3 separate regions of the Mus musculus genome follow, and regions 2 and 3 are each linked to region 1. A link is a contact called in public Hi-C and promoter capture Hi-C data. All regions are on one chromosome and are shown on one strand. The core of a region is the stretch at or near the end of the contact, and the rest is flanking DNA. Distances in the headings are between cores, read along the strand shown.

What was found. Promoter capture Hi-C pulls out the DNA fragments that hold promoters and counts their contacts. A called contact is a pair of places that touch in the nucleus more often than the background predicts.
Region 2: a contact with region 1 is called in a Hi-C map of double positive thymocytes, with 3 times the contacts expected there. The contact joins the enhancer-like site here to the promoter of Mbnl2 in region 1. A contact is called at or near these places in 1 of 39 promoter capture datasets (pre-B cells), 3 of 484 Hi-C or Micro-C datasets (cortical neurons, double positive thymocytes and group 2 innate lymphoid cells), 2 of 115 datasets of contacts at active chromatin or transcription factors (bone marrow-derived macrophages and memory CD8 T cells) and 1 of 9 other capture datasets (adipose tissue).
Region 3: a promoter capture Hi-C map of hippocampal neurons shows a contact between it and region 1, with 4 times the contacts expected there. The contact joins the promoter of 4930404K13Rik here to the promoter of Mbnl2 in region 1. A contact is called at or near these places in 2 of 39 promoter capture datasets (cranial neural crest and hippocampal neurons).

The regions. Positions count from the first base shown.
Region 1 is chr14:120,274,260-120,277,093 of GRCm38.p6, reverse strand. Mbnl2 (muscleblind like splicing factor 2) reads right to left here and starts at 1,425. Exons shown (of 8, transcript NM_207515.2): 1 at 1,189-1,425. All of the region lies in intron 2 of Gm52122 (a long non-coding RNA gene), which reads left to right.
Region 2 is chr14:120,570,793-120,573,874 of GRCm38.p6, reverse strand. No RefSeq gene overlaps it. Among named protein-coding and RNA genes, the nearest start is that of Gm41252, 6.2 kb to the left of the region's middle. Within about 2 kb of position 1,449, at least 84 of the 459 cell types and tissues checked have an H3K27ac peak or open chromatin away from gene starts, as enhancers often do. A contact at or near this core is called in bone marrow-derived macrophages, double positive thymocytes, group 2 innate lymphoid cells and 2 more, where this site is marked.
Region 3 is chr14:119,797,094-119,799,793 of GRCm38.p6, reverse strand. It overlaps 4930404K13Rik (a long non-coding RNA gene), which reads right to left and starts at 1,354. Exons shown (of 2, transcript XR_383778.4): 1 at 449-1,354. The region is part of intron 1 of Hs6st3 (heparan sulfate 6-O-sulfotransferase 3); the gene reads right to left. Gm41249 (a long non-coding RNA gene) reads left to right here and starts at 811. Exons shown (of 3, transcript XR_003951102.1): 1 at 811-870; 2 at 2,335-2,506.

The DNA of each region.
Region 1 (2,834 bases), core at 176-2,675:
TTCCTTGTTGCTGCCTAAATATAAAAATGCCCTAATAGACATTTTCCGACTTAATCTTTGTCTTTTAAAGAGACAGTAAGGCTTTTTTGAAGAACATTAGAACATTCACGGAGGTGGCAGTTAGGCAAGTTTTTTTTCCCCCCTTCGCTTCAGTGCTTGCTAACTATTCTAAAAATGTTACACATTTATTGTAAACACATGCTTCCAAGGCCTAACAAAAAAAACACGGTTTCCTCAGCCTGGCAGAAATTTAAAACGGAAAAGGGCAGAAAGAATTCTTTAACACAGAGAAAGCCTTCCCTTCTCCTGGGCCAAGTGTGTTAAAAATAAATCTGCTTCACCCTTTCCAGCCGCTGCTTCTCGGCAAGAAAGTTGATCTGGCTGGGCATAGTGAGAGCCCAGCTTTAAAAGCTAGCCTGCTCTCATTAAATTATTCTGCTGGCTGTGTGTTCTCATTAAAAATGCATACAGATCAGATAATTGCAGTAAGCATTATTAACCCAGCCTTACTTTTGAATATAATGGTTCCACTTTTAAGCTGGAAACAAAGACAGAGGCTGCCAGGAAAAGCAATGTAAACATTGAACCACAGTGTCTAAGACTAGCCAGGAAGCTTCCTCTTCTGCCCTGGTGCTGCTTAAAATGTGCTTTTGAAACTCAATTAAAGCCATTGCCCTGTAGCACCAGGGTGGCCCCCAATTTCCAAGAAACAGACATATTTTCGTCCCAAACGTTCAGCCGATGATTATTTAAGCAGATTTTTTTTTTAAATTCTTAATTTCAAGTATGTTTTCAAAGAACAGGAAACACGTAAACTTTATTCTGTAGCCCACTCTGGCAGTAAAAAACCTCCATTATCTTAAGATAATCCTGGCCTGGATCTTTCAGATAATTAAAGATAATAATAATAAACAAATCTGTCCTTTAAATAAATAAATAAAAACCTCGGTTTTTTTTTTTTTTTTTTAATGCCTCACCCTAAACGGGCGGCGTAGATTCCAGCTTTGCCGTTTCTTGTTCTCAAATCCAAACGTTACGTAAAACTCCAGGGTTTCCTGCGAGTATTCCGTTCGAATTAGTGGAATCGGTCTCCCTGGCTTCCCTAAGCACACACATGGAATGCAGCATACTGCAGCAAACTCTTTAAACATTAAAAAAAAATTGGGGAGGGGGGGTTGTTTCTCCTACCTTGTTTAGCTCTGCTCGTCTTCCCCATGTACAGTAACCCCAAGAACATCTGGCAGGACCGAGTGGCCGTGGCTTCTCCACCGCATCATGAGGAAGGGGGGTCCATGCAAATAGTTCTCCGTCCCTGTTTATTGTACTCTGCGAGCCGCCGGCCGTGGCTGGAAAATTTTACCTTCAGATGATGAAGCAAAGACAGTCTAAACTCTGTTGCTGTGAGCTGCAGCCCTTCCTTCCCACAGGCCCCGCCCAGGCTCAGCCCACCAATCCCCGGCCAGCTCGTCAGCCCTCCTCGTCTGAAACTGGTCCTCATAGGATGACTGACACAGCAACACAGCGCTGGCAGGCTCTGAAAACAGTGCGTCCATACTGATGGAAAAGGGATCTCCCTCTCCGAGGAAAGCAGTCATAGCTCCGAGACAAAGTGGCACATAATTGGCAGAGCACAGAGAGGGGTAGCTCAGACAAATACGCTTCGAGACACCCAGCCCGTAGCTGGGAGTTGCATCATAAACACTCCGGGAATCACGAAACTCCTAAGATGGCCAAGAAATCCAATTGGATCCCAAACTAAAGTCTTAGGGCGTTTGAGGAAGCATACTGACATAGATGTACACATTCGTTTGTGAGACAATTCAGTGTTTTTCATGCAAAGTGATACCTTACGAAACATTTGCAGGCAATTTCCATGACGGAGGGAGGCTATAGCCAAGTTGGATTGCACACTGAAGACCAGACCATGCTTGAAGCCCCAGCACACAGCTTTTCTAGAGAGCTGTCATTTCAGTGGCTACTTACTGGAACCCATATATTTTCCATCTAAGTTTCCAGAGCACTAGAGACTTCAATTAGGGGATGCCGAAGGACAGAACTGATATCTCTACATTAAGCTTTGAGGCTCTTGGCTGGCACCCACTGGGGGATTAACTGTGTCTTAACCTTCTTAGATGCCATTTGATAAATGCTCATACGTTGCCCATCCTGTCTTTAGTGCCGCAATGACTGCTGGAGGGCGTTTACTGCTGAATACACATGGCACTGACCTAAGGGACATCCTCCATTTTCAATCTACAAAGGTTGACCCACAGATGCCAGAGGTTCCCTAAGATAAAGCAAGAAAAAAAAGAACGGAAAGGGTTATTTTTTTCTTCTTCTCAGTCAACAGCATTTCTGCATGCTTTGAAAACAAAAACAAAAACATATGGCATTTAGAAAACACAATAAGCACACATTTTCCTTCCACAAAACACAACATTTTGCATCTTAAAAATTAAGTATGAAGGTCCCGTGACTAACTACAGGCAAGAACAAAGATCCTATTCATCTGAAAGATTGAGCCTCTCTCTCTCTCTCTCTCTCTCTCTCTCTCTCTCTCTCTCTCTCTCTCTCTCTCTCTCTCTGCAACTGTTTAACGAATGCATCTGGAATGGAGTAACAGGGCAGAATGTAATGGTTTTGGTATTTTTAGATTTTGGAATTGTGTTCTTAAAACACATCATTTCTTGTGACTTGTGGACTAATTTTCTTCAATAGAATATCTTATTTTACTCCTCTTCACTTTAATCTCTAATATTGATTTTCATTTCTAGTCAATATTATCTTTGATAGGCTTTGGTTAAGTCTGTTGTTTTGTTTTGTTTTTCCTGGAA
Region 2 (3,082 bases), core at 200-2,699, 300 kb before region 1:
TGAGGCATTCAGAAACCCGAGGATTGTTTTCAGCTCCCTCCTTGTCTCCCTGACGCCCTTGAGCTTAACTGCAGTCAGGTCACAAGTATGTTTATGACCAAAACTGCCAGAGTCCTTTGCCTGTGACCTTGTACTCTTGAGAAGGAGTGTGACTCTGAAATTCAATAAATAAATAATTCTGAATACACAGTGTTAGGAGCACAAGGTACAAGACTCTGGGCTTCCCTTGGAAAGAAAAATAAAAGGCTTTGTAGGAGTGGGATGTGGGTCTCTAAATTTTGAGAGAAGGGTCACCTTTTTGCAAGCAAATATCTTACAGTTCTTCCACTCAATAGCTTATATGTGAGTTAAATGAATGCAAAGGGCTGTGTGCTACATTCTGTCACAAAACAAGTCATAATAAAACATTAAATACACATGAGGTCTATACCTATAGATATGTAGATACACATACATATGTAATTTGGTTGCTTATTGATATGTTTATAAAAAGATAAAGAGAGAGGGGATATGTTTTGGTGGATGTGTAGTCAGGTAAGGGGGCAAGAAGTGCCTCTACTGGCCTATGCTGAGGCATCCCTTCTTCATGAGGGACCAGCCATAGGATGATATACTATAGAATAGAGTTTATTCAGGGCATGGGGAGGGGAGTCAAGAGGGTAGTAGAGACAGAGAAAGGGGAGAGAGAGAGAGAGAGAGAGAGAGAGAGAGAGAGAGAGAGAGAGAGAGAGAGAGAGAGAGAGAGAGGTAGAGGCCAGGCATGAGCATGTGGCGAGCAGGAGCAGGAAGGCAAGAGAGCAATCGAGAGAGAGGAGGAGACAAGCAGCCCCTTTTATAGTGAGTCAGGCACACCTGGCTGTTGCCAGGTAACTGTGGGACAGAGCTTAGACAAAATGCTAACACTTACGATCTATCTTTAAGTATTGCCTAAGAGTCGATCATTCTTTAGACCACGTAGGCAAAGTTCTAAACCTTATTCCTGATCTTCATGTAGCTTTAGTGTTTGCATTGCTTAGATTTCCTTGTGGCATGCATCAAAAAGAGGTGATGTTTGACTTTTATGAATAAAGAAATACGTTTAGTTCATGGGAGATACTCACCTACAGTCCTGTGGTGGCCTTGTTAATGGGGGCCCTCTTGTGCTTCATCCTTAGGGTGCATGGGCTAAGAGTGCCCCATGACCTCACAGGTTGGAGTTGGCTTTAGGTTTCACTCTAGAACACAAGTGAAGCATGCTGCTAACTGAAGGGGCAAGGAAGAGGCGCGCGGATGCTAAGATCAAAGTCATCTTCCCAAGGTCCTGATTCGGAAGATGAGGCTCGGTCTCTGTGTGTTGACTTCCGTGCTCAGGCACGTGACTTGGTGACTGCTCGGAAACTAGAACCAGATCTTTCTGATCCCCAAACAGCTGCTTTTCCTTCTTTCCTCTGTCAGCAGCTCTCTGTTCTGCTGAGCACAGCAGAGCACAGGTGACAACCACTTCCTGAAGGGTCCCCAGGCTTCCGTTTACAAACCTCTTGGTTTCCAAAGCCATGACTCAGGTCCCCGGTGCCTAACCTCCTTTTGTTCCTCTTTGCATTGTCCCTTTGCTCTGTCTTAGTATTTTTTCTTTGCCCCTCCATTGTAGGTGACCTTCCCAGGGCAAACAGGCAGATTGGGGTCAGGGTGTCCTGGGGTGCAGAGTCCAGTGGCCAACAAACAGAATCCTGGGTCTGCCTCAGTGGTCCCTGAGAGAGCAGGGATGGTCTGTACCTCTCACTGCCTCTTTTCCTTCCTGTCTCCCCTCCTCTTCCCTTCAGCTCCTCACTCTTCTCTCCCCTGGTCCCTTATCTCTGCTCTAGATGTTGCTCTTTCTTCGATAATAACAGTCCAAGATAATGTAGCTTTAGATAGTGTCACCAACCAGAAACACCCAAGGCTAGCTAAGCAGGCAGCAAAGTGTAATTTTAAATTTAAAATTAGCCATCTAGACCTATTTCAGGAGTTCATAGCTGTGGGGTGGTGACCAAATGCTCACCCTGTAGCAAGAGTCAGAGATGTGTGCAGTGGCTTAGTGAGTTAAAAAAAAATGTTCCTGGACTCATGACTCAAGAGAAAAATGCCATTGTTTCTAAAATAAGCACATTCTACATGCATTCTACATGATGCAAATGATTTCTGGATAACACAGAGTAATTTAAATATGTTTTAATTTTATTTTAAAATTACTCAAAAGAACTTTAGTGGCTAGTAGGTTGGAAAGAACAGAGTGTGAGGGAGGGCTTTCTTCTCTATTGTTAGAGGTGACAATGTTTACCATGCAGCTGGTTAAGGACTAGGGGACCTGTGACAGAGGTCAGTCACTGTGTGGAAGGAACTGGATAAGCATCAGTTAGTCATTGTTTGTAGCTTTACTGTTTCTATCATGTAACATTCTCTTCTAGAGGACAGTCACATGCCTTCCTCCTTCCCCAGATCCATCAGTGGCCACCTCATGCCTTGCTAATCAGTGTATGTATCGTGGATGGCACTTGGGGCGTCATCCTAGGTCATCAGGACAAATGAGGCTCCAGTCCCCCTTAGTCAGAATCAGAGCTAGAAGCAGATTCCAGCTGCAGATGTGCTGGGTTGCTAGAGCCGATCCTGGTTCTTGGCCACAGCGATCTTGTCTATAGCTCACTTCGATGACTATCACTTCCTGGGGGTCTAAGTGGAAAATGGCAAATATACCAAGCTAGCTCCTGCCCCTGGGATTCCTGTGTTATTTATTCTCTTCACCTGGGGGCTGGCTCTGCTTTCCACATAATGCCTGTTCTGCCCCTAAGGCAGGCATGCATGTACTTGTCCATATACTTTGTTCTCCACTCCATATATGTATGTATATATATATATATATATATATATATATATATATATATATATATATGTGTATGTGTATGTGTATGTGTATGTGTATGTGTATGTGTATGTGTATGTGTATGTGTATGTGTATGTATATGTATATGTATATGTATATGTATATATATGTATATATATACATATATGTATATATATGTGTGTGTGTATGTATATATGTGTGTGTGTGAATGTGTATGTATATAAG
Region 3 (2,700 bases), core at 105-2,604, 480 kb after region 1:
TCACAGAGAAGTAATCAATGAAGCAAAGATCTAGCAAAACCCAGAAGCCGGGACCCGATTCCTTCCATGCGAGGCCGGGACCTGATTCCTTCCATGCGAGCTGGAAGTGGGAGATAGAGCCAAAGTAGAGTAAAAGAGCAGACAAGAAATAGACTTGTCGTTCTGACCTCTCAAGTAGCAAGAATTCTGCAGGAACAGAAGCCAGCCGATGATGGAAAGCTTGTCCAGAGCAATCCGGGATGAATGGGGGAGGGGCGCTGAGCAAGATGGCGGGGATGGGGTGGGGGCTAGAAGTACTTCCGAGATCTCCCTATCCATCTGCTTTGTGCACCACACACCCAATCGATGCGAGGGGATGAGAGGGCAGCGGGCACTTATCAGGGATATTGGATTTTTATCGCTATGTTAGCAAGCAAGAGTGTGACCTTGGGAAGCGCGCTTAACTCACTATCTCGACGGCTTCATCTATTTAAGGCAACGGTAATGAGAGTTGGTTTCAGGTGCTTTGGGAGCCTCCGATGAAAGCATAGATATAATCATCGCTAGTTCCTCTTCCCTTCTCCATCGGGCCATGCTGAGCTGAGCTCTCCTCTTCCTAAGACCAATCACTTTCGAACCAGTCTATTTTCTGTTATAGATTTTTTTTAAAACCAGTCCAACTCAACCCTTTGTAAAGGCCTCTTTGGAAGTATAACAATTGGAGCTAAAATTAGTGTTATTCCCGTTTTCCGTAGAACAGGCTTTGAAGTGGTTCATGGGAAGCTCTGTGTGAGGAAGCGCTTAGACTCCGGAGCAGTGAAGGAGGAAACGTTAAATTAAGACTACTACAAAGTGCTCGTCGTCGTCGTCAAAGGGCACGCGCATGGTTCTGTTAGTATGGCAGTCACACAGTCTGCGTTTTGCATTTCTCCAGTTTTGTTCCTTATACCGTTTGTCTTAGTCTCCTTCCTGTTACTATAATGAAATACTTCGTCAAGAGCCACCCAAAGCTCGATTCTGGATTTCACTTTGGGAGTATAGTCCATGAAGGGAGTGTTGTGCAAGCAGGAGCTCAATATAGCTTGTCACATCCCTTGACTCAGGAGCTAAGTGCCAAATACACACTGCTGCTCAGATCCCTTCTTTATATAATCAAGGATTCCAGCCAGGAAGTGCTGCCATCCATAGTGGGCGGGTCTTAACACACAAATTCAGACAATCATATTATGCCTCCACCATAAGCATACAGAGCCATCTCCCTTTGATATTTAGGGATAATTATCACACCACTTTTAAATCTAATTTTTTTTGTAACCTCACAGTTACTTGAGAATAATTATGTTTGAAATCCATACTGGAATATTGTGCCTTGCAGTTTACTTTCTTGCCCAAATTTATCTCTCTCTCATATATATATATATGATGCTATATATATATATATATATATATATATATATATATATATATGATGATATATATATGATGTGTGTGTGTATACACACACACACACACACACACACACACACACACACACATACACACACACACACACAGACAGACACACTCCTTATAGTTAGGAAAGCTTACAAAGAGCTGTGAGATTCCAGCACTGTACTAAATGTATTACAAACATTAACTCATTTAATCAACAACAACAATACAATGTAGCTACTTTTAGCACTAATGCATCTGTGACCAAACTGAAACAAAGAAGCTTTAAAATCTTTGCCAAGTCGTGGAGTTCTCAGTGGGGCCGTCAGCGTCAGCTCTAAAATGGTGGCTCCCATTTCCTTGTGTTTATATGAAAGCAGACGTCTGAAATCAGTTTTAGAGAACTATCTGGTTTGGAATCTTTTCAGTTTGTAATTTTTCCACCTCAGAGTTGCTTTTCCATACCCCCCGGCTCTGCTCAGACCTCATCTGCAAAAGTCCCAGGAGGGCACTCTGCACCATTCCATACACTGGGGTCCCTTTCCTCGGTTCTCTTACTGAGTTATTCCTGGAATAAGGATGACACTGGGACACAATGTTGGTTCAAGTTTCTATTTCTTGAAAAACAAGGAAGAGAACTAGAGAGAAGACAGGAGAAGAGGAAGGGACTGGGGAAGGGAGACAGGAGAAGGACAGTGGAGGGAGTCAGGAAGTGTGGGGAGGAGCTGTCAGGCTTGAAAGCCTCCCTAGGAGCTCAATTCTCACAGGGTAAATTTAGTAACTGCTAATTATTTAGAGTCAGTGACTTGAGTGGTTAAAGAACAGGTTGGACTTCAAATAAATATACCTTGTACTGCCAAAAAGAAACAGTCTCGAATAAGGCCATTGAGCCCATGAATAATCTTTTGTTAATTTTATCCACAGGGTGCAAGGACAGAGAAGAACAGAGGATAAATCTCCAGCTGGAGTTGACACAGAACCGGCCTACAGAGAACAGCACAGTTCATCCGTCACGCCTCCTTCTGCTCTGAGCACGGGCAAGGGGAAGGTTCAGGGTCGCGTCCTGACACTCTCGGTGGACAGAGCACCTCAAGGGGTTAGTACTCATTCAAATGCCTGGAGATTGCAATTGTCAGCAGCATAACTGTTAGTCTCCTTCATAAACACACCATGGTGTGCTTACTAGTTTCTGGGTTTCTTGGTCTTTAAACCTCACACTCACTTATGTGGGTGTATCTGTGGGGTGGGTGTGTATGTATGTGTGCAGGTGGATAGACGAAAGTGCTATAA